Linked DNA regions of Mus musculus: region 1 is linked to region 2. Evidence: chromatin contacts called from public Hi-C data. All regions are on one chromosome and are shown on one strand. Each heading gives the region's core, a stretch centred on a gene start, on an enhancer-like site or on the middle of the called end of the contact. The rest is flanking DNA. Distances are from core to core; before and after follow the strand shown.

Region 1 (5,404 bases), core at 433-2,932, 160 kb after region 2:
CCTGACCATGGAGGCTTATCAGATGAACATTTTCCCTGCTCACTGATCAGTTCTAACATCAGCAAGTGGGGAGAGCTGGAATCATGGGAGTCCTGAGACAAATACAACTGAAACGGGGTCAGATCCTCCCTACACAGAGAATAAACTCTGTACTCTAATCACACGTTTGTATTAATTGTGCATGGTCACAGAAGAATAAATTATTTGACAGTATAGCATCAGTGCACCTATTATTTGAAACGTTCTATGGCCCAAAATTTCCATTTTCTTTTCAGGACAGAGGAACACGTGCATGGCAGAAGGCCAAGGGGAAGTACTATGAACCCCCAAGGACAGGGGAGACTGACACCAATGAGCTCAGTGGATCCTGAGCTGAACAGTCCAGAGGGAAAAGTGCATTTTGGAGGACACTCGGGTCCATTTGAAAGATGGCTTGCTTATCAGATTGTATACCATGATTATTAAATGTATTTTGCGTGATAGTGAGCGAGCTCTGAACTCTGGTCTACTAACAACACACAATGGCAGGCCTAGAGTTAAAGAGACACAGTATCTGGGCTAAGCTTATTACAAACACAAAACGATACATGAAACAAGGTAGGTCTGATTCAGACTGGGCTTTTCGGTTCCTATAGAGCATTCTTTGAGGGGTCACTTGAGGTGAGAAAACAGAATTTGGGTAAAATGAATGCAAAAATAATAAAAGGGAAGCTATGCTTAGCAGCATTGTCTTTGACGGGTAGCTATTTTGGCTAATATTAGATTATACTCAAAAGTACCAGAAATACCCCTATTGCCCACGTCAAGATAAGGACTTCATTGTCAAGGCCTACCAGTTCCTTGAAGAACTTCCTTCTGCTTCAGAAACCATCTTGATTACTGATGAAGAAGACAGGGCAGTGGGGTTTGTGTCTCTGCTTCTGTGGCAGCTGTGTTATCATGTCCTTTCTGTTCTCATTAGTCAACCAGAGCCGACTATTGGTCAAGAGAACTCTACCCAGCTCAGTGGAAGTTGGTTCCTTTAGGACAACCCACTGTTTTTTCCTTTTTCCTTTTATTTTTCTTCTTCTCCCAGGAAAGTCTTCAGATATTTTATCTAGTTCAAATCTCATCAATGGGAATCCCCCTTTCTTCCCTTTTGTGCGTTATCCTTGAGTTTATGTAAGGTGAGCAATTTTAAGTCCTCCTGAATGAAGCAATCTGGGCTAAAGTTAGAAAAAAAATATGAGAGAGAGAGAGAGGGGGGGGGGGTGGGGGGAGAGGGAGAGGGGGGGAAGGGAGGGGGAGGGGGAGAGGGATCGTATTGTCCAAGGCGCCTTCAAATATGCTCGCACAAACCACGTGACACAGACTCTTTGCTCCAGTAGGTTTTTATCCTTCTTGTATCATTAGAACAATCAAACTCTAGTGTTAGACCGACAGAAGATGGCAATGTATTAGTATTTCCTCACACTCTGCCTAGAGGGAATTTTGACCCCAGAAAGCAGTTCTCTGGCAGGAAACAGTGGGAGAAGACATGAAGTGAGACAATAGAGAGGATTTTCCAGGCTGTTTATCTACCCACCACCATGTTTTCCTGGGCACAGATCTGAGCCCTTAAAACCAAAACAACCTAGACTGAAAAGGTAACACAAAACATTCCCCGCGGCCATGGCTACGCAGTCCCTTGGTATTGCTGCCATCTATTGGCACCAGGTGGTAACACCGGACAAAGTGAAGCCCTAGGGTGTTTGGTGTTTGTTTCCCTGAATACCAATGGTCCCACAGGTAGAACAGACTTACTTCAGAGAGGGCGGATCATATGATAAGACTTTAGTGGTGAAAATATATGTATGTGATATATATTCTTGAGAAGGGCTGTGCGTTTGTGCTATCTTAACGTGCCCCCAAAGGGCTCCTACCAGCTGAAGAGACTAAACAGGGTAGGATTAATACCCACGAAAGCCAGTGGAATAACCTTCGCAGTTCTTCTGTGTTACAGCAGAGAATCCCATGGCCCTTTGCGGCAGGTTTTAGAGGATGGTAAAGATTTGTCCCATCTGAACGATTACTGTAAGTGTTGGGTTGTACTAAACTCATCATTATTTGAGGAAAGTGGTCTTTATTCAGTTTCTGTCTGTGTACCCAGTGGCTCAAAGTCTCTAAGCCATAGGGATTTTCTTGATCTTAGGACAGAGTCATGAGAACCTCTGGGTAAAGTGTTAGGACTATCACCCTACAGTGCATTTTCCCACTCTTCTGGATTCAGGCCAACAGTTAACGTTAATTTTTAATGAAATGACCTAACATATTTTAAAACAATTACAACTTCTTTGATTAGTAGGCAGCTACAGCTTGTGCTTCTTGGCTGTCCTACCTGAGCTTGGCTACCACTCTCCGGGGGGACTCCCCAGGTTTAGTATGTGGCTTGCCTGTGTCATGACACTGGAGACTCCTGCCACAGTTCAGGAGGTATACTGGGGGACATAGAAGCTACTTCAGAAGGAGGGGAGTCATTTAGGCCTTCTGTCTCCATGTCTCCGTTGTAGTTTATGTATATTCATTTAAGAAGCTTTTATGGATGAAATGACCTAGCATTAATTAAACTTATCTTTACAAACAAGATGAGGCGATTCTAATTGAAAAATTTGCTGATTCAACAGAATAAGTAATTACTAAAACCTTGTACCTAAAAATGAAATCAAAGTACAAATAATAGATGATATCAAGGAAGATGGAGAAGAAAGTTCAGAAAAGTCCACACTACTGTAGGTCCTGGTCAGTTTCTGGATAAGGAAAGAAATCCAGGTTAAATCAGGTGAGTCTGTGGGCCTCCTTAGAGATTATAGGGAATCCCCAGGACAACTAGCTGCAGCCTCAGATGATAAGATACACTCACCGTTAATTGTTGAATGAATATACCTTTATTCCAGAAAAAGTCCACTTATATGTTCACTGTAAAAGACATATCCAAGTCGCAAAACAGTACGGTTAGTTTCTGTAAAATGGCCTGAGTAAAAAACACACCAAGAAATTAATATTAAAACTAAAGATAATTTAGCATTATTAACATTAGGTAAAAAAATGAAATAATAAACTAAAATCTGAGAAGTTTGACCCTGGTAAATGCTGACAAAGTAAAAGTATGTAATACTCAGGGGTATTTTACAAATTTAATAATGTAGCTTTGCAAAGAAGAAAGCAAGAGCCCAGTACTACAAAGGACAAATTCATAATTCTACTCTCATTATAAGATATTTTAAGAAATTTACCTCAATACATTTTAAAAAGACAGTGATCAACAATTAAAAAGAAAAAAAACGAGATTTATACACACAATTAACACACAGAACCCAATACTTTCTAAGCATTCTTTACAAGCTTATAAAAATGGATTTCGTAAGGCCCAGTAATTGATAACAGGAAGATTAAGATCTTTGACCACAGTAGAATAATTAGAACATAAAAATAAGCAGGTGGCTCCCCAGACCTACACTTTCCAGAATAGGTACTTTTCAGGAGAGCGGAGTTTGGGTGGTAATCCAAGCAGTCTAGGAATCAGGCCAGTGACAGCATAGCCACTAACTTCACCCTAAGCTGCATGAAGCCATGTGCCTGACCAGGCCGTCTCATGGTGAGGGAGGGCATTTGCTTTTAGCTTAATGGTCCCTTGTGACAGAAAGAGTGCCATCCATCAGAGGTGCCGATCAGGTACCAGAGGCTCGTCTGTGGACTATGAGCCTCCGTGATCAGACTGCAGAGGTGTGGCCAAAGTTGGTATCATACATTCTGGCCAGTGGAAAAACAATAGGCAAAAAGTACCCCATTAGAGAGGAGCTGGATTTGAGCATGAGTTTCATTAATAGCTCAATTATAGAGTTAGGACTTCTCATTCAGAATGACCTTGGCTTTTTTGTTCACTCATTGGGTAGGGAAGTCCTATAATCATTTCCCTGAAAACATCATCAAGTGGAGAGGAAGTGATTAAGGAACTATTTATAGAATCTCAGCAGTCTCTGGGATTTGAAGTTAGCTACCAACTTTATAGCCTTTGTTAGCAAGAGGAAGCTAAAAGATCTGAGAGTGGACATTGATCCGAGGGTTGGCAGTGCAATGCATTTGGTTGTCCTTAATCTTATATTGAGATTCCCCTTCCTCATTTTTTTTTTTTTTTGAGGGAGAGCAGCAAGTAGATTATCCTGGTTACTAGGCAAAAATGCAGGACTGTCATGAGTCGGGATTGAGGACAGAGGCGAGAAGGAAGCCTGGGACTGGGAGGTTAGGTTATAGCTATTTATTCATAAGTAGTAACAAGTAGCAAAATGGGATCACATTCTTTCACACACACACTTCACTAACCTCCTGTCTGGCCCAATGTCATAGATGGTGGCACATCAGGTAAGATTTGCAAGATAGTGGACGTCTGGGTAGGTTGATCTCAGCATGATGGCATCTCCATGGGACTCTGGGAGTGAGTGAATTGGGATGGCTAGACTGGGGTTTTTAAGCTACTTTTATCCAATCATAATTAAGGCGTTCACACATTACTTCATCTTTATTGAACTCATACACCCACCAAACTCTAGTTTTGGTTTCCAAGCTTACATTCACCCACGGCTTCTTTATCTTATTCCTTACTGGGGCCAAGCTAGGACTTTAGTAAAAAGGAATCCTGTGATCTGGGGTTTGTGTACATCTGAGTGCAATAAGGACTGGAAAACATCTTTCAAATATTAGATCTCAATTTCCCAATACCCCCAAAACCCACCCCTGGAAGTTTAGTGCATGAAAGATGCTCTGTGGGAAACTCCAAGAAATACAGTGGAGGAAAATTCATATTTTTCTATTGAGCCATTTGTCATACAGAATTCAGTGCATCCATCATGACTGTGTTACTAAACTGCCCCTTCCTAAGCACCTATAATACTCTAGGACCCCTTTGTATCTCATCTATAACATTCAAAATGACTTTTATTACATAGGAAGACAGTATAGCTTAAGCAGGTTTAATGGATGGGCTAATATCACACAGCATGTAAGCTGAAGAGATGCTTTTGTTAACTAAGATGTGTCTATTTTCCTAGGAAATTGCATCAACACATCAATTTCCTGCATTTAGAGTCAAGGGTTGGGCGGAAATCAACTGTTTTTTCATCATTCCTAACTGAAAAGATCCTTACAGTTCTGGTGGGATGGTAGCTCAGTGGTAGAATGATGGCCCAGAATTAATCACCAGAACTGTAAAACAAACAAACAAACAAACAAACAAACAAAACAACAAAAAACCACCATCATCAACCTAACAAAACCAAAAACAAACAAACAAAAACCAAAATCAAAACAACCACCAAAACCAAAACCAAATGAAACAAAACCAAACAAAACAGACAAACAAACAAAACAAAAACAAAGAAACTAACCATAA
Region 2 (5,521 bases), core at 1,203-3,702:
GTGTGCCAACATGCCAGCTACTTCTTAGAGTTAATGACCATTGAATATGGACTCCTAACCACCAATTTCATCAGTGTTCTAGCATGTCCGCAGATCTCTAATTCTCAGAATCAAAAGGGTTCATCTAACAGGGCCATGAAGAGCAGGTGTTTAGATATAGGCAGTGCACATCCTTACAAAGCTATTGTAGACATCCAGGAGCAGTGTAATGAGGTTAAGGATAAAATTAGTGGTGGGGATTAAAATAATGTATGATTTCTTATGGTTGCCAGACTTGGTGAGGAAGTGAGTCTTCATTGCTGTCAAGTGTCCCCATTTGATAACACACAACACGTTCATAAGTAACCACCACACATATTAAGAGCTACAAATGCAGGAGCTAGAGAAAGTACCCAAGGAGCTAAAGGGATCTTCAACCCTATAGGTGGAACAACATTATGAACTAACCAGTACCCCTGAGCTCTTGACTCTAGCTGCATATGTATCAAAAGATGGCCTAGTCGGCCATCACTGGAAAGAGAGGCCCATTGGACACGCAGACTTTGTGTGCCCCGGTACAGGGGAACGCCAGGGCCAAAGGGGGGGAGTGGGTGGGTAGGGGAGTGGGGGTGGGTGGGTAAGGGGGACTTTTGGTATAGCATTGGAAATGTAAATGAGCTAAATACCTAATTAAAAAAAAATGAAAAAAAAAAAAAAAGAAATCAAATACAAAAAAGATGAAAACCCAAAAAAAAAAAAAAAAAGAGCTACAAATGCAGGTGACTAAAACACCCCAGAATTACAAATAAGAAGAAATTGATTGAATCTGAGATCATGATCGGAACCTTAACAAAAAATGACACATAGACTAGGATTTTATCCATTAAGAAGGAAGAAAATAGCTTTCCTGTCAGTAGGAGACATGCGCATGTCTGGCAGGTTCAATACCTGTTGAGATATTGGCTCATCCATCCATTCAGTCAGTTCATTTATTCATGATGCACTTATTCATCAAGTTTCTGTGCATGTCTGCTTCCATGTGGGCTCTGGGTATACTGCACTGAGGAAAACACTGGGGCCACTTCAAAAAGAAAGGGTAGGTGTCAGGACTTTAAGCTTTGGTTGTATCCAGATAGTCATGAGAACTCTTATCAAAGAAATTGAAGGGCAAGCAAATGACAGAATAATACCTTCTATTATGTAAAACTGTCCTGGTCAAATGGAAACCATAAAAATACAGAGGTAAAATGTGGTCAGGAAGAGAGCTCACCGAGTAAAGTTCTTGCCAAATAAGCATGAAGACCTGAGTTAGATTCCTAGAACTGATGTAAGAAGTCAGGTGTGGTGGCACACTGGTGAAATTGCAGAGAGAGGGAGGAGGAGGGAGGGGGAGGGAGCGAGAGGGGAAAGTGGAGGGAGCAGGAGAGAGACTGTGTGTAAGACAGTCATGATTCTTTGGATGTGACAAGCCAGTCTGGCCTAAACAGCAAGCTCCAAGTCACGGTACGATCCTGTCTCAAAAACCAAGGTGGATAGTTCCTGAGGCATGACATTCCAGGTTGACCTCTGACCTCCATGTGTAGAGCATACTTGAATAGGACTTGGGCTTGGGTATAGAGAAACACCTACAGATTTGAAAACCATGCTCAGGTGATCAGAGAAAGACCTAGAGTGCAGCTCACTGGCTGTGAAGATGGAGAGAGTGTAAATCTGTCACCCAGCAGAGAGGTGCTGAGAAGAGGAATGTGTACCAAGAGAGGGAATGATGGTTTGGGTTGGGGGAATCTTAAGGATTGCCTGGATCATACATTCAGGAGTGTCCATGACATCTGCCTGTCTACCCATCTCTCTCTCTCTCTCTCTCTCTCTCTTTCTCTGTCTCTCTCTGTCTCTGTCTCTCTCTCTGTGTCTATCTCTCTCCCTCTCCATATATATATATATATACATATACATACATATATATGTATATAATTATATATATGATCTATCTATCTATAATTATATACCTATATCTACATCTATAATTGTATACATATATATGTGTATATATGATACATCTATCTATAATTATATATGTATATAATATCTATCTATACTTATAAACATATATATATATATATATATACAGAGAGAGAGAGAGAGAGAGAGGGAGAGAGAGAGAGCGAGGAGATAACTATGCAGGTCCAATGTGAGCCTGACTAACTAAAGCAAAGTTCTTCCTGCCTGGTGTTGTGCCCAGCAGAAATATTTAATCCCAGCTTCCCTTTGAAGCCAAATCTCTTTGCTCGATCCATATCCACGGTGAATGGTGCTCTGAATAGGACCTGTTGACCTGCAGGCTATCAGCCACGTCTGCTGAGTCAGTGGTTCTTCCCTTAAAAGTAGCAAGTGTTAGAGAGCAAGGAGATAATGTCTAGGGTTGATCAAGGAAATGTAGCCTAAGCACATTATTAAAGTGACGGTGGTAACTACAGGAAGAGCTAAATATGGAAACTGTTCAAAGTGGTTTCCTTTGAGAAATGAACCAGAGACTGAGGAGAGAGGGTGAGGTCCAGCAGCTGAGGCTGCAGAGCACGCTTTGTGTTTTAAACCTGCTGATGGATGACAGTGGAAAGGAAAAAGGACAGACTAAACGTTCCTAACATATGCCTTAACTCGTCACTGATTGCAGAAATGTTAAATTTAGAATCACAGCATCACAAACTGTAGAATCTCTTCTCTTCCACTTTCCAAACAAACAAGTTGAGCGATAAGTCGAGGGGGTTACCAAAGCCAAGGGGCAAGGACCAAAAGAGGGAATGTGAATGTGGCAGCACTACTAGATCTGTGATTTATTCTGAATTTCAAAGATCAGAGACTGGATGCATTCTCATCCAGGGACTTATGGTCAATTCTACAGGCCCTTCTGGATGTGTATTGTACTGCAATGGAATCTCCCTAGACTGTATGAAAGTCCAATGCAAATGATGAACAGGACTTGAAATTTCCAAAGTGAAAGTCTATTTCAGGGAGGTAGAGGTCAGAGGCCCCCAGCCTATACATGGTTATACTATTCATTGGTGTGGTGACTTGGTCAGGGGTATCTGTTTCTATGGTTAGGATAGCAAAGTATCACAAAGCAGTGTCAGATCGACAGGAATGCATAGTTTCCTAGCTCTGTCAGCTAGAAGCACAAGCAGGTTGTCCACTGGGCTACTTCCCTGGCAGAGACTATGGGCACAGGGCATCCTCCCATAACTAGCATAAGACTCATCATCTTCTCTTAGTCATGTATTCACATGGTATCCATCCCTGAACGTCCACAGTTCAAATCTCTTCTTCACATAAGTAATATTGGATTAAGGGCATAGTCTAGTCTAGAAAGATGTTAACTAACGGCATTTACAGAAATCCTTCATCCAATTAAGTTTAACTTTTGAGGGACTAGGGAATCAGAGTTCAATATATTACTTAGGGATTGGGCACAACTCATTCCATAACACCTAGTGATAACCAAATCCTTGAAATGTTGCCCCTAAAGATTTACAGTGACAACTGAAATTATTTGCTGTTGGGACTATATCCCATTGACAGCTAAATTAGGTGGATAACAAAGATTTATGTTTTAGGAACTAATTTCTCCCTTTTAAATCCTCTGTTAAATTAACTGGGTAATGCTAATTATAACTTTATCTCATTAATGAATGTACTCTCTAGGACACTTTTATAGGATGCAATAATAATTGCAAATAAATATGAAAAGTATGTATAGCTATGGTATATTATGAGGTATATCACGCATATGAAGCTATGCTATAAATGGAAAAATGTTATTTAACAGGTTCTCACGCAACAACATAGAAAATATTCACTCAATAGACACACTCAAAAGTTGAAGCCTCAGGTAGACATTTTAGGTGTCTCCTCTGTTTTAACTGTATGACTGAACAAGTCTGCGGGCCTCCCTCATGTGGGAAAACCAACATAAAAATTTAAAATGCAATTTGCTTTTCCATTCAGCTATGATATTTACCTCTTGCTTTTCACTTATGAAGAAAACTGAGGATAACAGGTGCCCTTTGCCTTTGACTCAGATCTCAGCATAAAGGTCTCTAAAACCCAGACACATCTTCACAGGAAGTTTAAGAGGGAGAGAATTCATGCTTACTGGGCCTATTATAAAGATTATTGTAAAGATTGATGTACAATCATTAATTGTACATTAATCTGAAAAGATTTTGCAAATGTTTTTTCAGCTTTGCCTAATTATTCTAGGGTCATTAAATTTATGATCATATCGCTTCTCAGCCTTTTCGCTAAGATCAAGTGTAAAAATGATAATTATAATACATTTCTCCTTTCCCCTTTCTTCCCCACAAAGCCACCCATATCCCCCTCCTTGCTCTCTTTTAAATTCATGGCCTCTTTTTTCATTGTTTTTATGCACATATATGTATACATATTTATTACTAACTATAACCTCCTCAATCTGTATGATGTTACTTGCATGTGTGTTGACCATGCATGATCAGGGTTAACTATTTGGTTTTGGATAAACAACTGGTGTGCTTTTCACTGGGGAAGACTATTTCCCCTGCTCTCTGCATTTCTTAGCTGCCTTAGGGTTTTTGTTTATTTGCTTGTTTGTTTGCTTTGTTTGTTGTGTGTATGTGTGTGTGTGTGCATACGTGTGTGTTTGAAGCCTTGATGGCTTTTCCCAGTCAGGTTTGACATGTCTATTGTTCTAGATCACAATAGATGTCCGGCTCATGGTTAGACACATAGTCAGGATGGTGAGACTGTATGAGCATAGCTACTGACATTAGGAAACACAATCATACAGCAAACTCCCTGACCCTCTGGCCCTTATGATCATCCTGCTCCCTCTTCTTCCATTTCCTCTGAGTCTTAGCTGCAGGGGGGTTTTATAGACGTGTCCATTGGAACTGGTCTTCCCTACTCTGAATTTTCATTTGTTGTAAGTTTTCTGAAGTGCTCTCCATCTGATGCAAAGAGCTGTTTCCTTGATATGGGGTGAGGGTTACATTTATCTGTGGGTATTAAGGACAAACGGTTTATACTGTTGTTAGAAATTAGTTTGGTTTAGTAAAGTGGCAGTTGTAGATTCTCCTCCAGTAACCTCATCCTTACGAGCACTGCACTATTGGCTAGGTGTCCAGGCCTGTCTTCCATCGTGTTGAGTAGGTCTTAAGCCCAACTGGAGAGGTTGGTTACTGCCAGTGTACACGTGGGGTTATCATGTGATGCTGGTTACTCATGTGGTTCATAGGCACCATAGCTGGGTGGGACTGTGGGTTGCCTCACTTCTTTGAGATTCCGGGGTAATTTTGAATCCACATGCTGCCAGCAAAAGATTTCCCGTTGAGTACATTATAGAAAACTAAGTTTTCCAGGGGCATTTAAGTCTCACTCCTCATTGATCCATTTTTCAGTGGCTGACTTCAGTCACGTGTCAGTCAGGGCTTTAGCATGTGCTCTCAGTCAGCTCATATTACACCATCTCATGACACTATATTAAATCATAATGAGATAATAGAATTAT

The links. A called contact is a pair of places that touch in the nucleus more often than the background predicts.
Region 1: a Hi-C map of liver shows a contact between it and region 2, with 2.5 times the contacts expected there. The contact joins two enhancer-like sites. A contact is called at or near these places in 9 of 484 Hi-C or Micro-C datasets (the C10 cell line, Sertoli cells, embryonic stem cells and 4 more) and 1 of 115 datasets of contacts at active chromatin or transcription factors (embryonic stem cells).

The regions. Positions count from the first base shown.
Region 1 is chr15:56,045,394-56,050,797 of GRCm38.p6, forward strand. No RefSeq gene overlaps it. Among named protein-coding and RNA genes, the nearest start is that of Gm46516, 120 kb to the left of the region's middle. Within about 2 kb of position 1,683, at least 30 of the 459 cell types and tissues checked have an H3K27ac peak or open chromatin away from gene starts, as enhancers often do. A contact at or near this core is called in liver, where this site is marked.
Region 2 is chr15:55,882,064-55,887,584 of GRCm38.p6, forward strand. The region is part of intron 1 of Sntb1 (syntrophin, basic 1); the gene reads right to left. Among named protein-coding and RNA genes, the nearest start is that of Sntb1, 22 kb to the right of the region's middle. Within about 2 kb of position 2,453, at least 9 of the 459 cell types and tissues checked have an H3K27ac peak or open chromatin away from gene starts, as enhancers often do. A contact at or near this core is called in liver, where this site is marked.